Linked DNA regions of Triticum aestivum: region 2 is linked to region 1. A link is a contact called in public Hi-C data. All regions are on one chromosome and are shown on one strand. The core of a region is the stretch at or near the end of the contact, and the rest is flanking DNA. Distances in the headings are between cores, read along the strand shown.

The links. Hi-C and Micro-C count contacts between places; a contact is called where the count stands out from the background.
Region 2: a contact with region 1 is called in a Hi-C map of leaf, with 6 times the contacts expected there. The contact joins the promoter of LOC123165205 here to the promoter of LOC123180281 in region 1. A contact is called at or near these places in 2 of 5 Hi-C or Micro-C datasets (both in leaf).

Annotation. Positions count from the first base shown.
Region 1 is chr1D:58,159,430-58,162,772 of IWGSC CS RefSeq v2.1, forward strand. It overlaps LOC123180281 (calmodulin-interacting protein 111), which reads right to left and starts at 1,829. Exons shown (of 14, transcript XM_044592272.1): 1 at 1,537-1,829; 2 at 22-97. It overlaps LOC123180282 (protein RCC2), which reads left to right. Exons shown (of 17, transcript XM_044592275.1): 17 at 2,862-3,099. The coding sequence ends at 3,028.
Region 2 is chr1D:58,645,690-58,649,032 of IWGSC CS RefSeq v2.1, forward strand. It overlaps LOC123165205 (mitochondrial pyruvate carrier 1), which reads left to right and starts at 1,608. Exons shown (of 4, transcript XM_044582838.1): 1 at 1,608-1,899; 2 at 2,903-2,957; 3 at 3,049-3,184. The coding sequence starts at 1,804.

The sequences.
Region 1 (3,343 bases), core at 579-3,078:
AAGCTAGGAGCAGCAAATTACCTTCTTGTTTGCTCTCCTGAGGATGCCGAAGCAGCTCCAAGCCTCTCCAATTGACAATGTTGGTGCCCTGTTCCAACTGCAAGTTCCAAAGGGGTAGAATTAGGGTATGTTTGGTTGAGCTGCGAGTTCTGAGAAAGCAGCCGTGAGCTGCGAGCTGTGAGAAAGCGGCTGTGAGCTGAGAACTGTGAAAAGGCTGGAAGTTGTTTGGTCGAGACAACTGTGAAATTGTAGATTTGGCATGAATTGTCCGTAATGCCCCTCGGGGCTGAAAGAATGTTTATGTACTAAGCAGTGACTTTTACATTGTTAGGCATTTCAACAACCATTTTGGAAAGGAAAATTAGACAATTCATGGATAACATATAGGAAATTCAATGATTATATTGTAGTGTTTCATACTTCATGCGTATAAATATTAATAAATAAGATATGGACCATACAGAACACAAATTGTTCACATGATGATGGCCTTCATCAACATAGCTAACCTATCTTGCTCTCACAAAACACGCATCGGCTATCCTACTACGAATATTGTTCAAGATATCTTCGCTCTCCTCCTCTTGAACGTGATTCGCTTGTGTTGGTGACACCCCCTTTCGTAGCACTGGGAGGTACGTACACATGCAATTCAATACCTTCCTAGCATATATACTGAAACATAAATTAATGTTAACATCAAACCCCGAAAATGAAGCCTTGTGTAACATTGCTAGTGAGGTTGACTAGGTAAAAACCCGAAGAATGATTGACTATTGTAACAGGAAACACATAATTGTAGGAGAAATTGTAATATTGTAGGAGTATGAATAAACAAGAAACCAACAATGAAAGGCTTGCAGCATGGCATAACACGAATGGTGGAACCTAAAGATCAATCAACTAACATGCAGAAGGAGAAACAATCACTTTAAACGGTAGTATTTTAGGTCTGACTGTTAAAAACAACAACACAGCGTAATAGTACCACCATATTCCCAATCACAAACAAGATTTGAGACATCAATCATGCCAACAATACCACTAGTACTAATGTGTAAACCAATTTCGGCCAGTATAACCAAGAGAAAGCTCCTGCTCTGTCAAAATGCATGTTACTGCTAAGCTTTGATTTCAGGTCAAGACAGTGCGGATAAAACAACTGAATCTTTTGTTTTTCATATAAATGGTGAGTCATTGCATGTTTCACTGCTAACATGTTTAGACCAAAACATTTGCTCAACTGAAATTCGAACAACAATTTGCCCCTACAAGCATTATCACAAACACCTATCAAGCAAAATCTTTTCACATGTCAACTTGAACATGCATTGGAAATATCATGCAGAAAATACTCATCAAGAAAATTCCATCATTATACTCACAATATCCAATCTATAGCAAGTACGCATCCGATACAAAAATCATTAAATCAGAACAAAAATTTGAACAAACATGGATGCAAGAGGAAGGAGGGAGGGTGAATGAGGAAGAGGGAGGAAGGGGAGGGGGGACGAAGGAGTGGTGGCTACCTGCCTAAGGACTGGTCTCCGGCGTAGCTTCGGTCGGCGGCGTTGCTAGGCGGGAGCGGCTGCCCCAGGGAGGGAGGCGCTGCGTGTGAGAGCGGCTGCTCGACGGAGGGAAGCGCTGCTGGGCTCCTGTACCGGCGGCGGGGCAGCAGAGGCTTCGCCCGGTTGAGCGCGCCGCGGCGGAGGACCGGCAGTAGCGGCGGTGGGCCGGCGGCGGCTAGGAACCTAGGGAGCGTCAGCTGAGCTCGTTTGCTTTTCCGTTTCCTCAACTACGAATTTTCTTTTTGATCCTACCCCAGCTTGGCCTCCGCGGGCCCACCTGGCAGCAACCCACGCACGAAGGGCATTCTCCTTCCACCCTGGTGTAATACGAGGAGCACTCAGTTTCAGCAATTTCTTTCTTCCATGGGTTCCTACAAAATATAAATCTTTTCTCAAACAGCCGAGACTCTCTTAATATCATTATTAATATAAGGAATGTTACTGAAATTTTTTAAGCAACATTTAAGTATAACAAAGTTTTTATAGATTTATAAGGATCATCATTAGTTTCAAATTCAAATTCAAATATAGAGGCAATTTCATAAGCACCTCTAAAAGCAACAACTTCCGTTTTTAGATATAAGCCTTTTTAGAGATTTCAATACGGACTAGCCATATTGGAATCTCTAAAAAAGCTTATATTTAGAAACGAAGGGAATATATCATAATAATCATATTCATCCTTAATATAAGGAGCCAATGTGTCATTATCATTGTACTTAGGTTGAAATGAAGGTTGTTTAGTATCCTTCCTAAAGCAACAAGTTGTATCATATTGAGCACACAAAGTTCTAGAATACCAATGCAATTAGTTTATTAAATCCCACAAGTGTTTCTCCTTTTGAGACAAGCGGTAACTCTTGAAGTAGTCACACTCTCCTGATGTCCCCCCTACCAAGTAAGTTGGCATTTTAACAAGTGTGCTCATTGATAAGGAGCTACCAATGTAATCTCTTTCAGCGGTATCGACGATTGTAGGAGGTTCCTCGACTCTTTAGGTAGCAAGCACATCTTTTTTCTGGGGGGGGGGGGGGGGGGTTATTTTGCATTGCCTACCATAACAAGACAGAAACACAACTATAGAACAAGAATAAAAGCTACTTAGTGGTAAAGCCAATAGATGCACACGAGAATATTTACCCTTAGCGTTACGCTCTCCGAAAATGGCGCCATAAAGGGCTTGATAATCCCCAAGTACAAGAAGTTATTGTAGCACTTTCCAAAATGAAGGTGTTAAGTATGGAGTGTCAAATCAAAGGGAGCTAAAATATATGATTTTTATTCTCTTAGGATCTGGTGTCGTGCCTATTGAGCCACTCGAGGATGTCGTCCTTCTCCTAAAGATTGGAGCCAAGGCTGTCGAGCAGGGTGCCGACGTGGACGATGTTGGTGGCGTGGAGATGCAACGGACTGGCAGTGTACATAGACTTGTAATCTCAGATTCATTCAAGCCCTAAAAGTATTTGTGGATGCAGGCTTTTAATCCTTCCTAGTTGAGGAAGGTGGTTACCATTGGTGTTTCTCAAAAATCGTACCTCTAACCACTCCATCTTCATTCAAGTTGTTTCTTTTGATGAAAATGCAGTGTTGTGGGTTGAAGCTTCAAGGTGACATCCGACGGCTCAAGTAGTTAAAGTTCTGGATTGGCGCAAAGTTAAAATCCTCATGGATTGTAAAACTTTGGTGACTATAGGTAAGGCCAAATATCCTTTTTCCAAATCTGGCCATTAGAGCATAAGGTCAGTTCTCATTGATCTCTTTTCGGTAGTTTA
Region 2 (3,343 bases), core at 358-2,857, 490 kb after region 1:
TATACTTTAGCTGATAGATAAAGACATGAATTATTAGCAATTCATCGTGGCAAATATAGTTCCGTAGTGAAGCATGAGCGCTTGTCATCTGGATCATGGCCATTGGTGTTTGCTCCATAGCAAAACATGAGCGGTGGCGCAAACCAAACAATGCATATATTTCTTGGCCGTTTTACAAAGATGGTCTAGCAAAAAGCACATTTCTCCTAACTTATTAGGCTAGGGGAGTGCAATGAATTTTTCTCCCGTTTCAACGCACGGGCATATTTTCTACATCTTAAAAAAAAATAAACTCTTTCCAACAAAACAACCATCTGTAAAAAATCCCTAACAAAAATTCTATAAAAATATCTTAAAAAACTTAACATGGTAAAAATAGCTTTAAAATGTTCACACTATCTTTGTTTCAAAAAAACATGTTCTCATTTTTTACAAAAACTTCAAAATTCCCCAAAAGTTCCATTTTTACTGAAACAAAGTCCATCTAAAAATGTACAACTAAAAAAGAAAACATTATTTTCATTAAAAATATATGTTCAAAAAATGTTCTTTTTCCCGTAAAAATGTTCTTTTCTAGAGAAATGTTCCAATTTCAAAAAAAATGTTAACTATTCTGAAAAGTGTTTCAATTTGTACGAGAACGCTAACTTTTATTAAAAATAAAGAATTTTCCAGGTTTAACCTTATTATGGATGTTTATTAAAATTAAATATAAAAAATGATGCACAATGGCACAGGAAGCTGATTGTGCTATTTTTTTGGCCGGTGCAACGCACGGGCATTTGTACTAGTACTTCTAAACTATTTTGATTTTACGTTTAATTATTAAAAAAATCTTTATATAGGATGTATCTACCACCAGGAACCAAAGTGTATTCCGCCTCACCCAGCTTGCTAGTACTCGGTCGACAGAGTATAGCAATATCGTCCGCCGCCGTCGACGTCCTGGTCACCGCCACGACGGCCATAGGTGATCTTATCCTGTCATCTCCTTCCTGAGCGCAGACTTAGAATAAAAAAAGCAAGATTCTCGGGCTTCACGCTGCCGGCCCCCACAAGTGGCTGCTAAGGCTATTCTAAGGAATCCATTGTTTATGTGAGTTACCCAAGTCATTGTTCGACACATCAGTCTGGGGTCGGTCTCCTTTCAGTTAAAAATTACCAACAAGCAATTAACTACACCGTACAGGTCACTGCTGAGGCCAAACCCAGCTAAGTTAAGCCTCGGTTAGGCATATGGATCTGCCCCAGTTACATGGTGCGAGTAATTCAAATGCTTCCAACCATTGCCGGTTACGTGCTCCACCCGGCGGCGATACGAACGTACGTACCATGATAGCAAACCGTCCGGCAATGCGTGAACGAGTGATCAGGCTTCACGGAAATGAACGTGAGAAAGAAGCTAAAATAGAATGTGGACCGAGTGATCAGGCCTCAGCTCTTGTGGTAGGAACGAGAGCGTGCTCACCTCAAAGTATTCAAGCTAGCCGCCCATGCTACCAACGCGGTGGAGCCTAATCAGCTTACGGTGTAGTGCATACATATCCACACCATGCACAGTGAGCCCCCGCATGGCCGCATCGATCATTTCCAGATCATGTGATGGACCTGCGCGCGCAAGTGCATGAGTGGGACAGTGTGCCCACTCTCCGTTAAATCATCTTCTTATTTTGCTGCCCCCACCCACCCCCCACAAGCTCGGAGGCTTGCCCGCTCGTTCCTCACCTGTTGGCCGTCTCCACGAGTCCATCCGCACCCGCGGACGGCAGGCAAACAGCCGTAGAGGGGGCGAGGTTCTCCGCCATGGCCACGGCGTTCAAGGCGTTCTTGAACAGCCCCGTCGGCCCCAGGACCACGCACTTCTGGGGACCCGTCAGCAACTGGGGCTTCATCCTCGCGGTACGCGCTCCACGATTCTCTCTCTCTCTAAGCTTTCCCAAATTAGCCTGTGCCGTTGGTTGATCGCAAACACGAGAGTGCTGCAATTTCCTAGTGATGTTTTTGACAACAGTCGCAGTCCTATGATGATCATCTATATACGGGGAATTTCTCTCTTAGTCTCAGTTGCAAATTAACTGTAGTTCTAGCTTTACCTCAAACTTCTTTATGTTTGATTGAATCTAAAAATAGATTAACATATACAACGCCAAATAAATTATCTTCCAATCGTCCCAAATGAGTGACCAGAGAGGTTGTGGAAACGGGGAAGGAGACCAAGAATAGACAGATGTTTTAGTTTTTTATTTGCATGATAATGTTCTCTTCGGTGAGACTACCATGCCCCGAATCTATTAGAGCATGAATAATAAATAAAGTTATCGTGTCATCTATAGCCAACCTAATATACCTCTCAGCGACCCACTGCAATTTCACGATTTAAGGACTCCTTTGATTTACAAGAACTTTGTAGGAATCCTAAAGGATATAAATTTTATAGAAAATATTCGTTCAGAGCTCTTTCATTTGTAGGAATGGATTCCTGTTCTTATATAGGATAGGAAGTAATCCTTCATAGTTTAAAGGAAAAGAAATATTAGCCTAGACTCAATAGAAAAATTCATATCTTATCCATCAAATGACATCGATATCTTTCCTTGTAGAAATTAAGATACATGTCATCTCACTTTCTATGATTTTCCTATTCCTATGAACCAAAGAAGGCCTAATTATGTACTCAAATATTATTAAAACCCATGAATTCCAGTCGATTCATATGCATCGGTGTTGTCATTAATTCATTAATTTCTTACTTACTACTGTTAGGAAAATATTGTCGGATTTTGAAGCATAATCTCTTTCTAGGAAGTTCATGAAACTGTGCAAATGAATAATCTTTTCAAGTTCGCCTCTCATTAAGTTACATTGTAACTCAATAATCCCTCGGTTGTTATTTCATCTCCAGGGTATGGCTGACATGAACAAGCCACCTGAATTGATATCCGGCCATATGACTGCAGGTTATTTGTCTGACAAGTCACAGATTCTAGATATAGTTTGATGATCAATACCTCTTCAACTATCTTTAATGACTACTATTGTGTTGTGCAGTCATGTGTGTGTATTCTGGCCTATTTATGAGGTTCGCATGGGTGGTACGGCCCCGGAACTATTTTCTTATGGCAACCCATGCCTCCAACGAAAGCGTTCAGCTCTACCAGTTATCTCGCTATGCTAGGGCTCAAGGGCAAGTCTTCTTATGTGAACTTTTTCTTGCCATATTACTACTACTATATTACCACAATATCCACCAAAAGATCATAAACATGGTTATCATTTTCTTGTTTGTTGCATACTTGCCAAATGCTAACATGGCACTTAATTAATGCAACAATAGAGTGATAAT